Linked DNA regions of Mus musculus: region 2 is linked to region 1. Evidence: chromatin contacts called from public promoter capture Hi-C data. All regions are on one chromosome and are shown on one strand. The core of a region is the stretch at or near the end of the contact, and the rest is flanking DNA. Distances in the headings are between cores, read along the strand shown. Region 1 holds the start of C1galt1c1 (C1GALT1-specific chaperone 1). Region 2 holds the start of 6030498E09Rik (RIKEN cDNA 6030498E09 gene).

Region 1 (7,709 bases), core at 3,635-6,134:
GTAGCCCTGGCTGTCCTGGAACTCCCTCTGTAGATCAGGCTGGCCTCGAACTCAGAAATCTGCCTGCCTCTGCCTCTCAAGTGCTGGGATTAAAGGCGTGCGCCACCACTGCCCGGCATGACTTTTTTTTATAGTCACATTCCAAATGCATGATATGAATGTTGAAGTACAGGGTTAATGGAAACTGTAAATGCTAAGAAAGCTACTTGATTAACTTTCAGGAATATTGCTTAACATATGTAAATAAATTTCACTTCCTCTCAAGGAAACAATTGAAGTCTTAACAGTGTTAATGAACACTTTCTTAATCGGTTGTATATTTAGGGAGAGCAAATCCCTTGGCACTGGTATGCCTTAAAGAATACAAAGTAAAGGAAACAACTGAGCACAGTGGCACACAGCATTAACACTAGCACTCAGGAGGCTAAGGAGAACTGCCAGTTCTAGGCCAGCCTGAATTACACAGTGAGACCCTGCTCCTAACTTTCTCAAGCATGGAGGCTCCCACAGAAAAGTAATAGAAACACAGGGCTACGAGTATTCTTTAATCACAAATTCTCTAGAGGTCTCATTTACATATATTACAAAGCTAAAATGATACATAAGTTTAAAACCAATAAGCAAAGATACACCACAGATTACAATGTCTATAATTTAGTCTTTATCACATAAATATACTTATAAATATGTGTTTGAAAAATTGCTATTTTTAAAACATTTATTTTTAATACATTTAAATTTCTCAGGAATGATATAAGGGAAAAACAGCATTCCATTTGACATTGTACAAGCAGACTTCAATGGGTAAAAGATAAGAAAAAGAATCATATTACTATGTTAGATCTGTCATCAATTAAAAATGATACCATGTCGTAATATAGTTACTAAATGCATGCTCTTGCTTTCTGTCAGTCATTCTCAGAACCATTTGGAGGTAAGAAAACCAATGCATCATTGAAAACATGTCCAAATGCCCTAAGCCGGTACACCCCATACATCATCACGTGCATCTGATTAGGAGTCAGTCCATTGAAAGTAACAGCCATATCAGAGCAACAGCCTTCTACTACCTGGTTTGGTTGGTTAGTCATTGCCTCTTTAATGAAAAGGCCAACGGATTTGGTATTAAACACATCTTTTCCATCGGCATCTTCGGCATTTTCTGCAAATACTCCGGCGTATTTCAGGCAGACCGCCAGCTGTTTATCTTCAGATATCTTCCAAATCATTCCTCCTTGTTCAGGACACTTTTCAGGAACACTGAGAAGACTGTTGAGTCTTTTCATTGATTCTATGCTTAAGACAATTCCTCCATCCACACTCACATATTCAAGGTCTCCAGATTTTACAGTGTGTCCGAGATAGAAAGGTTGGGATTGATCCTTTTTTAACAAAAAATATTTGAGGTTTTCAATAACAGCGAAAGTAGTGGGGCGTGCAAGGAAGAACCAGTTGTATTGGTCCCTGTATTGATCATAAGCATATTTGTAAGCTTTCCTCATCATCAACCACATGTCATTTGTGTCCATATTAATTGACTCAAACACTTTAACATTTTCAGAACTGAAGAATTCTGCTTTGTCACAGTGTTTGGTCCAAGTCTCCTTCACTGCAGCCCAAAGACTCACATCTTTGGGTTTTACAAGAACTATACAGTATACCCGGAAACTCTTACTGAGCTCCATGCGTTCAGCCTCTGAAATTTTCGAGATATCGTCTTTGTTAGGGGCTTGCAGATGGTGATGCTCATGGTGGTGCATTCTGTTTCCAATCCTAATGTGGCCTAGCATAGTGATCAAGGCACAGAAGATGCTTCCAAGCATCACACCCTTCAAAAAGGAACTGCTTTCTGAAAGCATTTTTTCCTGCAAAGAAAAAGACTTTTCAAATACATAGTCTAATAATTTTACTTGGTTATTTCTCATATACTTACATTTGTTCTTAATGTTTAAAAACCAAAGGTCCACATGCTTAAAATCAGGTGAGAAGCATACTGTGACAAGTACTCAGTATCCTTCCACTGGCATTGGGTCGAAACTGCAACATTATAGAAACTCATTCAAGGATTGGAATTTGTAGTGTGTGTGTGTGTGTGTGTGTGTGTGTGTATGTATGTGTAGAGGAGTAATTTTATCCATCATTTATTTAACAAAGTGGCAAGTGAAAGCATTAGCCTAGAAACTAATGTGATAAACAATGTTTTTCCATCGTTCTCTAAATATTTTGTATGGCAAACTTGCCCTGTTAGTACTTCTGGCTAATTATAAAAGAGCTTCTACATCCAGACCTGTAAGTTGAACAGATACTCAATTTAAACTCAAATTTCTCTTTTCTTTCTTCGTTTTCTTTCTTTCTTCCTTCCTTTCTTTCTTTCTTCCTTTCTTTTCTTTCTTTCCTTCTTTCTTTTCTTTCTTTCTTTCTTTCTTTCTTTCTTTCTTTCTTTCATTTTTTGGCTTTTTTTTTTGGCCCAGGGTTTCTTTGTGTTGCCCTGGCTGTCCTGGAACTCACTCTGTAGACCAGGCTGGCCTTGAACTCAGAGATCCACTTGCCTCTGCCTCCTGAGTGCTGGAATTAAAGGTTTCTCACCACCATACCTTAGCTACAGCCACCACAACTTCTGCCTCAGCTGCTGCCACCACCACCGCAGCCATCACCACCAGCACCACTGCCACCTCCTCCTCCACCATGACGACCATGATGATGATCACCACCACCACCACCACCAGTATCAAATTTCTCCTTCAACCTACTGCTTGATTTAACTGGTAGTTAATGTCCTGAGGTATTTTAAGCAATCTAAAACACATTTCATGTGGTTAGTAGCATATGTTATAATTAACACTCTGCCCCTAAGACTAAATGTCTTACTACATAGTATATCAATTAATGATGTAATAAAAGCCCACGATGGAAAGTTGTTTGGAGAAAGAAGTCAATATAGGCATTATTTGGGGAACATTTGTGACTATTTTTAGCTCCTCGAAAGATACTTAATTCCTTGAGAAAGTTAAAAAATAAATAAAAAGGAGGAGAGGGGAACCTTCTGTATTTTAATTTCAATTAGAAAGTGGAAGGAGAGCCAATGTAAACAAAACAGCTGACAATATTATGGTTTACATTGTTGCTCGTCAAGACTGAATGTTCCCCAGTCTCTTCTGCAACTCTTCAAAGTTTCACTGGACTCCTTCTACTTCCACGGTGTCTCTTACGGTTGAAAAGGACCTTAGAAGCTGTTACCTGAGGTCATTTCTCTCATTTAAAGAATATGTCCAGTTATGTGTCAATTTAAAAAAAATGGGGCTGGAAAGATGATTCGGTGGACCTGAGTTTCCTGAGGACCTGAGTTCCATACCCAGTGCCCATATAAAAAGCTGGGCAAGGCAGGAAGCCATGTCTAACCCCAGCACTGTGGGGTTGGAGGCAGGAGCTCATTGGGGCCTGCTGGCCTTCAACATATTTCCTGGTTCAGGAAGAATAAAGGGGAGAGTGATAGAGCAGGCTACCAAATGTCTGCCCCATCTGACCTTAATACTCAACGCTGGGACCCCCTCTAGTGTCACACAAAGACTTCTTTTAAATGGGGAAATGGAGAACCATAAAGGTTAAATAGCTGATCTAAAGTCACAAAGGCTATCAGTGGTAGAAGTGACCTATAAACGCGACATGTGGATCTAGTAAACATAATTGATGCTTGCACCAAATTTTCCCATAATGCTACAAGGATACTACACTGACCCTGTCTCCCCCCTTCCTGTCCCCTTTTCTAAGATGTGAGATAGGGTTTCACTATGTATCTCCAGCTGATCTTGAACTTGTGATCCTCTCGTTTCATTTGTCCATGTGCTGGTATTACTTGTGTGTGGCAACACTTCTGGCTCCTATTGTTTTCTTATAAAAGAAATGAACTTTGACTTTTACCACAAAGACAGCTGTTTGAAGGACAGGTGCAGTTTCTAAGAGTGTGTGGGGAAGTGGGTGGGGGAAGGCAAGATGGTAGTTTCCCTCTGTAATCCAGAGAACTTGGTCAATAAACACTTCCCATAGGAAAGGAGAAAGAACAGAAAAGCTATGCCTCAAAACAGCATTGTAAAGTTCACCTTTATATTACTTGTTATAATTGCAGTTCTTATCACATGATCATTATTTCTGGCCAATACTCAACAATCCAGACAAGTACCTTCATATGATTTTGTGTCAAAAATTTCCAGAATTTTTCCTCCTAACGGCAAAAATACTATTAAAACTCAAAACGTCTACTAATTCTACACAAAATTATTTGTACAAATTATCCTAACATTTTTTTTTCTCCGCTGAGGAATTAAAAAAAAAAAAGTAACACCAACAATCCGCACGATGGGATATTTTTGTACAGAGGAGGGAACTTAAAACGCACACACAAGAGAAAGCAGAAAGTATGTTTTTGCGACAAACTTTCTTTCTTTTTCTGTTTTTAGAAGGAGAAAGTGGATGGAGATCAAAATGGAGACTGGGTACCAGGATGGATATCAGTGTCCCACTGAAGGGCCAAGGGAGAAGCTCTCGGAAGGCTGCTTTCCCCACTCCCGCTGGGTCCTCCCGCCGCACCTGCCAAGGCATCCCTAGTGGAGCATGCTGGGAACGGGCTAGGGCCCAGGCTAGGGCCCTGGCCTTCCCAGGGGAGGGAGGGAAGCAGTAGCTCTGGGTTGTGCTTGAAGTGGGGGCCGAGGTTTTGGCACTCACCGCATCTAGAACGGCTCCAGGGCAGGAAAGCGCTGCCTCACGAGGCTTGGACGTGAGAGGTCCAAGGCCCACTCTGTTACGCTCGGAACCAGGCTGCTCTAGACGCAGGCGGTATCCTCTCGTTGGTGTCATTAATGACGGAGCAACAGAGGAAGCTGACGAGGGTGGGGGCGGGGCGGGGCGGGGTGGGGCGGGGCGAGAGCTGGGAACGGCGTGGGGGGCGGGCTCCGTGAGACTCGGAAAGGGCCCGCCCCGACATGCTCAGCTGTACCCAATGGGATGCCCCGAGGGGCGTGCGTGTTTTAAGGCCCGCCCACGCTCCCTTCCTCGGTCTGCCTACGGGCGTGGAAACTGCCGGAGTGCGGAAGAGAGCTGCTGCTTACCTGATGTAGATTTCTAGATCATTCCTCTAACCTACTCTAATGTGTTGGTACCCTTGTGGTGACAAGAAGGTAATTCCTCCCAGTATTCCTGGCCTGGAACCAAAATGCAAGTCATTGAAATTGTCATCGCTTTGGGGAGCAAGAATTGGCTGTGGTTACACGGGTGGTAGGTTTCGAAGCCACATAGCCTAGAAGTGATCCTTCAGCCAAGTGCTTTGCTATCCTGGAGAAGTGACTTCATTTTCACGCTGCCTCTGTTCCTTCCTTTGTTGTGTTTGGAAAATATCTCACAGGTTATCAGTTAGTGTACATAACTCCCCTAGCAAAAGGTGAAGTGTAAAGTAAGCATTCAGTAAATGTTGGTTCTGTGTATTCCACCCTGTATTGCTAGCAGATAGTGCCAGGATGCAATAAGCAAATATTTGAGGAGTTAATGAGTGTTAGAAATACAGATGGAGAACCAAGCCCAGTACAGGATAAGGGGTGCTTTCAAAGGGCTAGCCAATAAGTCAAATGCAGAGTTGAGTGTAGACTCCAGGTCAAAGTAGGACTACAGAACCCCCCAATAAATACCTAGTCTCATTTTTTTTGTTTGTTTTGTTTTTTGTTTTTTCGAGACAGGATTTCTCTGTATAGCCCTGGCTGTCCTGGAACTCACATTATTATTATTATTATTAACAGAAATTATTATTCTGTAGACCAGGCTGGCCTCAAACTCGGAAATCCACCTGCCTCTGCCTCCAAAGTGCTGGGGTTAAAGGCATGCACCACCACTAGCCGGCATACCTAGTCTCTTGAAGTGCTCTTTTGTAGCTGGTGCTATTCGGTCACACTTGTAATGCCAACACTAGGGAGGCCAAGGTAGAAGGACTAGCAGTTAAAGGCCAGCCTTATAGCTATTCAAAAGGTTCTGTCACTAGATTTGGTTCGGGGAACACCGAGAAGTGACTTGGGCCTGAATTCCTGGAAACTCATACATTTGAGTGGTGACTGGCAATGCCTTAAGTACAATGGAAAGTTCAGGAAGTCTTGTAATGACATCTAGATTGCAAGAAATTACTATTCTGGCAGTAGTATCTTAATCGGGGTGTCATATTCCTGACAAACCTTGCTTTTCTTTTTTTGGGGGGTGGCATGTTTGTGTTTGAGCTAAACACATTCCCAGTGTTCAGTGCTGTTTACAAGGCAAAGACAAATGGAGTGGTTCTGTCTGTGTCCTGCACATATTCTACACGGGCCTGGTTTTTCTGCAGCAGGCCTTTGAAGAGGGCTTTGTCTTTGTGCTATGCATTAAGTGCCTTTCCTTTTTCCTCTTCACGGCTGGCATCCAATTTATCCATATCACAAACAAACAAACAAACAAAAAAACCAAACACCACCTCATATTCTTCCACAAACTCTTTGGCCCACATCTTCCTCATCTTTTCCCTCAGCATCTGCCTTCTGTTTCTCCAGAGACTTGTGAAAGTCATGAATGGGAACACTGTTGGACTACTTTGTTTCAGTCTCTCCAGTAATCCCTTCTCAGTGGCACTGTGAATATCAGTGCCTCTCCCCTCTCTTCTCTTCTTCCTTTTTCCTTTTTTTTTCCTTTTTTTTTTTTTTGCCCTCTTACTCAAAGGATCAGCTGTCCTCCATTACAGTGAAAGTTTTCTCATTTGAATTAGGTACTGGGTTATTTTTGCCAAATCTCTATTTACATTTGTGTTGAATGAAGCCCGGCCAGTGAATTCAATTTTCATCTATTCATTTCCAATGCTTTCTCATAGATTTCCTAAACTGGACTCATTCCCAGAGACGGCTAGGAAAAGTTCCTCGTTTTATAGCCTTCTACGGCCAGCACTGCCCTCTCTCTTTGCTGGTAGCACACTATTTGACAGGGAGTGAGTGTTGATTCTTTTTTTCCTCTCTGTGTGATTATGTATAATTAAATACTTATGTTAGCAATGAAAATCAACACATGGTGCAGCCTTATAAAGATTGAAACAACTGAAGTTTCCTTTGTAGATTGAAACGAGTGGAATTTCCACACCAGTGGGAAGTTGAAGACAGATCAAGAGCACTTTGTCTACTGCTCATCCCTTAGCCAGGTCGTATAGGTGAGATGCAACCGGCAAGTGCTGAAAATGAACAGACACAAAGGTTTACAAAACAACCCTGAAACCAAGACTCTCAAGCAGTATTGAAGTTTCCTCTGAAGAAGAAATCCTCATTTTATAATCTTTCAACGCACTATCCTGGATAATTTCTTTGCCGGAAGAATTTTGTTTTTCTTTTTTGCTGGAAGAATTTTGTTTTTCTTTTTTGCTTTCTCTCTCTCTTTCTCTCTCTCTCTTTCTTTTCCCATTTTTAAGGATTAGTTTTCAGCCTGCCAATAGTGGTACATGCCTTTAATCCTAGCAGTCAGGAGGCAGAGGCAGGAGGATTTCGTGAGTTCGAAGTCAACTTGGAAAAAGAGAATTAGTTTTCTTTTCCTTTTTTTCTTTTTTAAAGATTTATTTAATATATGTGAGTACATTGTTGCTGTATTTAGACACACCAGAAGAGGGCTCCAGATCTCATTACAGATCATTGTGAGCTACCATGTGGTTGCTGGGACTTGAACTC
Region 2 (7,709 bases), core at 2,224-4,723, 140 kb after region 1:
TACACTAGCAAGATTATGCTGAAAGGACCCTGATATAGCTGTCTCTTGTCAGAGTATGCCTGGGCCTAGCAAACATAGAAGTGGATGCTCACAGTCGGCTATTGGATGGATCACAGGGCCCCCAATGAAGGAGCTTGAGAAAGTACCCAAGAAGCTAAAGGGATCTGCAACCCTATAGGTGGAACAACATTATGAACTAACCAGTACCCCGGAGCTCTTGACTCTAGCTGCATATGTATCAAAAGATGGCCTAGGCGGCCATCACTGGAAAGAGAGGCCCATTGGACACGCAAACTTTATATGCCCCAGTACAGGGGAACGCCAGGGCCAAAAAAAAGGGGAGTGGGTGGGTAGGGGAGTGGGGGTGGGTGGCTATGGGGGACTTTTGGTATAGCATTGGAAATGTAAATGAGCTAAATACCTAATAAAAAATGAAAAAAAAAACAGATTTGAGGAAACAGTATTTCCGGAGGATGGAAAGAAATGACTGACTTCAAATGGTAGGCATTTCAGACAAGTGAAGTGAGTACTGGCTGCCTGGCCATAAAGAAGGGGGCCAACGATGGCAGGTGGGACCAAAGTGAGTCAGCTCTCTACAAGAAAGAAAGGCCAAGTGTGGAGACTGGATGAGTATCTATGGTGTTTGAAGAGACTACAGCTTTGTATTCATTAATAGGCCATGCTGTATCTGCAACCAGCACATGTTGTATTAGACTGGAGTAGCAGGACCATATCAATTCCTCCAGGTCACTAACAGCTTGTCTACAGTGGACTGACATGATGCACATTTCTTTCAATAAAGACTAAGATCAGCCAAAAAAAAAAAAGAATGTTTAGTAGAAAGCTCGGTAGAGGGATGCATACCTTGAATCCCAGGGATGAGATGTGAGACAGAGACACGTGGAGAGCCATGGAAACTTGTGGGCCAGGTGGCCTGACCTACTTGATAAAGTTTCAGGCCAGTGAGATGGAGGGCTCCTGAGGGCTGATATAGTTATCCAGTTTTCCATATGCATTGCACACACATGCTTCTCAGTCCGCGTGTACACACATGCCTACATATGCAGAACCTCTCTGCTGGATTCATAATTTAAGCTGACATTTAAAAATCTAAATATGAACATAATTTGCAATGCTATTGAGCAAAGAAGAATGCTATCGAGCAAAGAAGATAGAGCACCCTCTCTTCACCAGAATTGTGTCTTTAAGACATCCAAAAGCATTTTATCTTGATAGTTTAAATATATGTGGAACTAGAGCAGCGGCAAACTGGAAGCTACTACATATGTATTTGAAATCTGTCATTGCGCATTCAATCAGTCCTTATGAGATGAATATATTCTAGGGGTTGTTATGGTAGTTAATTAGCAGTTAGTTACAAGTAGATGTCGCCCATTTTCTTTAAATCTAGGAAATAGGAAATAAACCATGGAATGAAATGTGGTTTCTTTTTTTTTCTCTTATTTTTTTCTATGTCTTTTTTTCCCCTAAGACAGGGTTTCTCTGTGTAGCCCTGACTGTCCTGCAACTTGCTCTGTAGATCAGGTTGGCCTCAAACTCAGAGATCCACCTGCCTCTGCCTCCCAAGTGCTGGGATTAAAGGCATGCACCACTACTATTCAGCTATGAAGTGTGATTTCTTATGTGTAATTTCTTTTCCTCCCTCCCTCCATCCCTCCCTCCCTCCCTCCCTCCCTCCCTCCCTCCCTCCCTCCCTCCCTCCCTTCCCCTCCCTCCCTCCCTCCCTCCCTCCCTCCCTCCCTTCCTTCCTTCCTTCCTTCCTTCCTTCCTTCCTTCCTTCCTTCCTTCCTTCCTTCCTTCCTTCCTCCTCCTCCTCCTTTGTTTAGTGCTGGAGATGGGGCTCCACCCTATACTCTTGCTTGAATGGTGCTTGACCACTGAGCCACACCTTTAGTCCTCTAAATCTTCATCAAACTACCTAATTAGTTTATGCTTAGCTTTGTTAGTGTGTTGTTGTAAAACAACTAACAGCAGCTGTTGTTAGCTCTTTGAGCATCCTCATCCATCTGAGGCCAGTGTGCCATGGAATTTCTGAGCTCTACTGTGGGGCTGCTCATCAATTCTAATAGTCCTGTTTGTCCCCAAGTTTTTGCCTACCCTGAGACTGATGGAAGGTCCAGCTTCACAAGAGGAACAAGGATGAGGGTGTCTGTTTTCTGGTTGCCTGCTGAGCTTGAGGGTGCTGAGCACAGGAAGCCTGGAGCAAACCAACACCTTGGATGCAGTAGAGACTTGGTTAGGGTTAGAGTCAGAGTCAGAGTGCTGTGACATGCAGTCTTCTGGCTTCGGCTCCTTAATGTTTGGAGCACTCCAAGATGCATGACCAGAGGATGCCATGCCCTTACTCCACCTAGTGTGTGCTCGCTGTCATCACTGTCATCTCTCTGGCATTTGAAGCATCTTGGAGTTTTTAACCAAGAATTCAAAGAAGGCAGTGTGTGTGTGTGTGTGTGTGTGTGTGTGTGTGTAATCAGAAGTAATTTTGTTTTGTACATTTTTTTACTGAATATAAAAGCAGAAAATTAAAATTATAAATCATAAGTATGAGACAGTTTATCGGCATCTTTCTCTGAATTCTCCAGAAATAATCACAGTTAGCTTTGGTACTCCCCCCCTCCCCCCGCCAGAGAGTCTGCTTGTCAGTATTCATGACAACTGCGTTTCATGTGAGAACTGTATTCCCAAGGGCTCCACATAAGTAGAAATTTGCCCTATTCCAGATCAGTCTTGACAAAGGAAGGCCAGAATTCCTGTCTATCAGCTAAAGTGGTGCCACCATGTGGCAAAAGCAGAAACCTAGCATATGATTCACTTGGCTGTCAAGCTTTCAAGCTCCACGGTGGTATTTGAATTTAGGGAGACTTGCAGTATTCAATAGTACATAAGCCAGGTTGAAAATATATTATTTCCTATTATTAGAATTCAAATGTATTTAAAATGTCATTATATTGTGCTAACTTTATGAAAGGGGGTCATGTCAAATAAAATCCAGCCCCGAATTTTCTTTATAAAATTCAGACAACATATTTTGGACATTCTCTCATGTAGTAAACGCACTTTTATCTCTTCCTTTTGAAAAGCTATGACTTATTTTAGTACAGTGGCGCATTGTAATTCATTTAAGTCGTCCATGACATTGATGGCTACTTCTTTCCAAGGACATGATCTCCCTTGCTGCCTTGCCCTTTTGCTATCAGGTTTTCCCTCGCTTTCAGGATTTCAGGATACTGAACAATGCTATGTTGTTCTCCGTGTCAGTGGCCAGAGTAAATCAACCTTCTGCCACCTGGGGACCATTCAAGCTGAAATCACGTGCCCTTTTCCGTTCCCAGCATACTTGATTCTGTCGCTGAACAGGCCTTATCTGTGCCTACAAGTGGGCTTGTCAGGAAGCAGGTGCTGAGACAGCAGTTGCTATCTAGGAACTCAACACCAGAGAACCGAAAGGACGCAGGATCCAGCAGAGGAAGAAGCTTGGCCGGCTTAGCAAACAGGCTGTGGAGCAAGGACGGTTCATCAGAACTGTCTTGGGTAAGTCTTTGTTCAGTCATTGGATTCTGACCACCCGAGGTGGGCCATGAGCTCAGCTGAGGCACTTCTTTGCAACTGAGACAGACCCGAAAGGAATGGAAAACTCCATGTTGTCCCACAGCTGAGTGGACGTTGTTCTACAAAGTGGGATCTGAGCAGCACATCTTTGTCACTCCTGTATCTGGTCTCTTACATCCTTCCATGTGCATAGTAGGTGACTTTGGCAGCTTGAAGGATTTCCTATCTGAAGTCTAGCTCAGGTCTGGGAGTTTACAATGGGAAAACAGGTCCCCCCACCCCCAGTGTAATGTAAAGGCGAATGGCAAACAGTTCCCCGCTGGGACAGATACGAGGCTGAGGCTTATCACTGTCTGTTTTCCACCCGGGGTGAAAGGGATGGGGGAAGAGAGAAGCATTTCTTGCTGCCTTCTATGTGTGCCCTGGTACGGAGTGACACTCAAGGGATTCTGCTCGATCACTTCTTCATCTCATCGCTTCCCTTCAAGCTTCCTTAGGCCTTTATTTGAAAACCAGACGCAAGGAGATCATAGCCTCAGGTTCTAGCCAAAGTGTCACTAGCAGTTGCCTGAGAGAATCAAGCTGGGTCCCACTTCCTGTATAAGATGGTGCCTGTGGTTTTTCCAGTGCTTCAAGCAGCAAAAGAGTCAGAGAGAAGCCCACAAGAGCACCAAGCTACCAACCCCAACATATATGTAGAGGATCTGGTGCGGACCCCTGCAGGCTCTGGGAGTGCCACTTCAGTCTCTGTGAGCCCCTATGAGCCCTGCTTAGTTGATGTTCATGGGCCGCTTTCTCCTGGTGTGGTGCTCCAAGGAGAAGGACCTGATGGAGGGCAATTTGGGCTCTCTCTGCACGTAATGTTTGGCTGTGGGTCTCTGCACCACCATTAGCTGCTGGTGGGAGCCTGTACAGATACTTTTAAATATAGGTTTGGGGGATGCCAGCTCAGGTCCTTACACTTCCATTTACTTAGTGAGCCATCTCACTGGTCTCTAGTTGGGAATTTTACAGCTTAGATCTGTAGCTCTCTCTTTCTCTGTCAGTCTCTGCATCTCTAGCTGTCTCTTTGTCTTTCTGTCTCTCTCCCCCCATGTGTATAAATATTGGAAAAGAGAATCAGCAACAGCATTGATAACCTTTGGCTACCTCTTGATTACATACAAAAGCTCACACCTTCTTGCCTATGCAGTTTGAAATTTCAATATAAAAGTTATAAGGAAAAGCAAACCAAATCAACCGCAATGATACTGTTCTCAAGATATACATTTGGAGGCTGGCCATGGCAGTCACACCTTTAATCCCAGAGTTTGAGAGGCAAAGACAGCCAAATCTCTGGTCTACACAGTGGATTTCAGGAAAGCCAGCGATGTGTAGAGAGACTTTGTCTGAAAAGGAAGCAGCAGCAGCAGCAGCAGCAGCAGCAACAACAACAACAGCAAACAATACATTTAGATATATTTCCCATCTTTTTTTTAATTAACAGACCATACCAAATCCTTTATTACAAATAATTAAATCTCTCCACGTCTCAAACAGTATCAAACACAGCATTTTGTAGTCCCACTAGATAGCACAGTAGGCATTCAATGCTAGAAGTGAGGATGGAGTTAAACTTGCAACTCCTGACCCGGTGTCCTTTTCGCACATTACCCAATTTCCCATCTTCTTAAAATCCCAAAAATCTACAATAGAGAAATCTGAAAAAGTGATTAAAATGTATTTGTTGCTCATGGTTACTTTGACTACCAATAACATTCCAACTACAATGCTCTCAAATTAAAAAAAAATTTTTTATTATTTAATTGACATGCAAAGGGACAGCTTTCCTTAGGGCATTTTCATCCATCAGCGGATTCTCCCCCCTCTCCCTTCCCCCTCGAATCCTTCCACTCACACTATTCCTCTTTTTAAAGTCACATTACCTTCCTGTCTATTCCTCAAATATCCTCTCTCCCCTCTCCCATGTCCCTTTCTAGTTTCTTGACCTCTCCACATATGCACCCCTACATGGATGGACATATATGAAGATTAGAAGCTAGGCTTCCTGAAGCAGATGGGAACAAATAGAGAGACCCACAGCCAAACATTATACAGAGAGTGAGAGAGATTGGAAAACTCAGCCTTAAATAGGATGTTTCTATTAACGCCCCCCCCCCCCAAGATTCAGGAAACCTCACAAAAGTGGAGGCAGAAAGAGTAAAAGAGTCAGAGGTGATGGAAGACACCAGGGGACAAGGCCCTCTAAATCAACAGGATCAAAGCTCATGTGAACTCACAGACTGAGGCAGTATGCACTGAGCATGCAGGGGTCTGCAGCAGGTTCCCTGCGAATATATTAGTGCTTCCAGTGTAGTGTTTTTTATGGGATTCCCAAGTGTGTGAGTGAGCAGGGCTGTTTCTCATGCCTTCTCTTAGGCCCTTTCCCTTCTAGTTGTTTGTTTTGACTCTACTGAGTTAATTTTTGTTTTATTTTATATCTTATTTTATTCCCACCCCTGAGAAGCCTGTTTGTTTTCCAATGAGAGTCAGAAAGGGGGTGGATGTGGGTGGGAGGGGAGGTGGGAGGGGATGGAGAGGAGTAGCAAGAAGGGATACATATGTGAAAAAAAATCTGTTTTCAATAAAAAGAAAAATTATAATCTAGGATCCACATATGAGAGAGAATATGTGGTTCTTGTCTTTCTGAAACTGGGGTGCCTCTGTGTAATATTTTTTAGTTCTATTCATTTTCCTGCAATTTTCCTAACTTGTTTTTCTTTATAGCTGAATAAAATTTCATTATCTATGTCTATATCTGTGCATATCACATATTCATTGTCCATTTATCTGTTGATTGACATCTAAATCTATTTTCTTGCTGTTGTGAAAAGAGCAGGATACAGAAGCCTCTTGATAAACATTTATTTGCATAAGTTAGTTTTCTAAAAATATAAAATAGAGTTTGTTTTCTTAGCTTAAATTTACTCCAATGTTATTAATTAGCTGTGTGGTCTTCCACAAGTTGCTTTAGCTATGTGAGCCAAAATATTTTCCACTATAAAGTAAGAATGATAAACGAGCAAGCTGATTATGTAAATTAAATATGATATAAGTAAAATAGTTAAGATAGCACGTGTTACAGGCCATTGGCCAATAGACACTAAATTCTTCTGTTGTTCATAACAATAAAATAGAATGCAGTACCTTCATTTGCAACTCAATCTGTCTAACCTTGAGAAAGTCACCTGCGCTTTTTGAGCTCTGGTTTCCTTGTCTGTATAATAAAAACAATAATGGCTATTTCATAGAGTGGCTGTAAAGATAAAATTAGATGCATGTGAGGAATGACTTCTAAATTGGAAAGTGCTATATGCATTACTTATTGTTTATTTGCTTAATAAATCTTCCTCCAAGAAAGCAGTGATGTGAGCTCCATCGCTATTTAGGGCAAACAGATATGGACTCCGAATGAATAAGAACTAACACAAAGATTCTGAACCAAAGCTAACAGCCAGAGGCTCAGATGGATGAAGGGAAATACGTTTTAGAAAACTTATTATGGATATTTTTGTATTGTAGGATGTAACAACGTTCTTATTTTTACCTAATAAAAATAACTTTTCATGCCAGGCACATGAAATGTACACGCCTTTGATCCCAGCACTTGGGAGGCAGAGGCAGGCGGATTTCTGAGTTCGAGGCCAGCCTGGTCTACAGAGTGAGTTCCAGGACAGCCAGGGCTACACAGAGAAACCCTGTCTTAAATCAAATGAAACAAACCCCAGAAAACAAACAAACAAACAAACAAACAAACAAACAAACAAACGTTGCCCTCCCCAAAACCCCACCTCCAAACCCTATATCAGTTGTTACAAAAATATTCAAGTAATCAGAAAGATTGGCTGTGAGTTTTAAATTTGTCAGGTATATGTTGATGGGACACTGGATTTTACCTTTATTTGTAGAAGACTAGCTTCTTGTTCTAGAAGGACTTAGCCTATGATGTTTATATAAAGCACCATTTAACATAAAAATAGCCTTCAGTGTGTCTTTTTTAGATAGTGCCTAAAAGCCTGAGAATATAAAATCTTCTAATTCTCTTTAGCATTTTGGGGTTCAGAACTTTTTATAGGAAATTAAGTCTTCAAGAGTGTGAG

Evidence for each region. Promoter capture Hi-C pulls out the DNA fragments that hold promoters and counts their contacts.
Region 2: a promoter capture Hi-C map of neural stem cells shows a contact between it and region 1. The contact joins the promoter of 6030498E09Rik here to the promoter of C1galt1c1 in region 1. A contact is called at or near these places in 6 of 39 promoter capture datasets (epiblast stem cells, frontonasal cranial neural crest, hippocampal neurons and 3 more), 4 of 484 Hi-C or Micro-C datasets (Sertoli cells, cerebral cortex, cortical neurons and 1 more) and 1 of 9 other capture datasets (adipose tissue).

What each region holds. Positions count from the first base shown.
Region 1 is chrX:38,630,259-38,637,967 of GRCm38.p6, forward strand. It overlaps C1galt1c1 (C1GALT1-specific chaperone 1), which reads right to left and starts at 4,885. Exons shown (of 2, transcript NM_021550.3): 1 at 4,720-4,885; 2 at 525-1,865. The coding sequence starts at 1,859. The coding sequence ends at 909. It overlaps Gm52440 (a long non-coding RNA gene), which reads left to right and starts at 5,030. Exons shown (of 2, transcript XR_003953098.1): 1 at 5,030-5,171; 2 at 7,110-7,709. It also overlaps the pseudogene Gm18436.
Region 2 is chrX:38,769,307-38,777,015 of GRCm38.p6, forward strand. It overlaps 6030498E09Rik (RIKEN cDNA 6030498E09 gene), which reads left to right and starts at 3,474. Exons shown (of 4, transcript NM_183126.2): 1 at 3,474-3,552.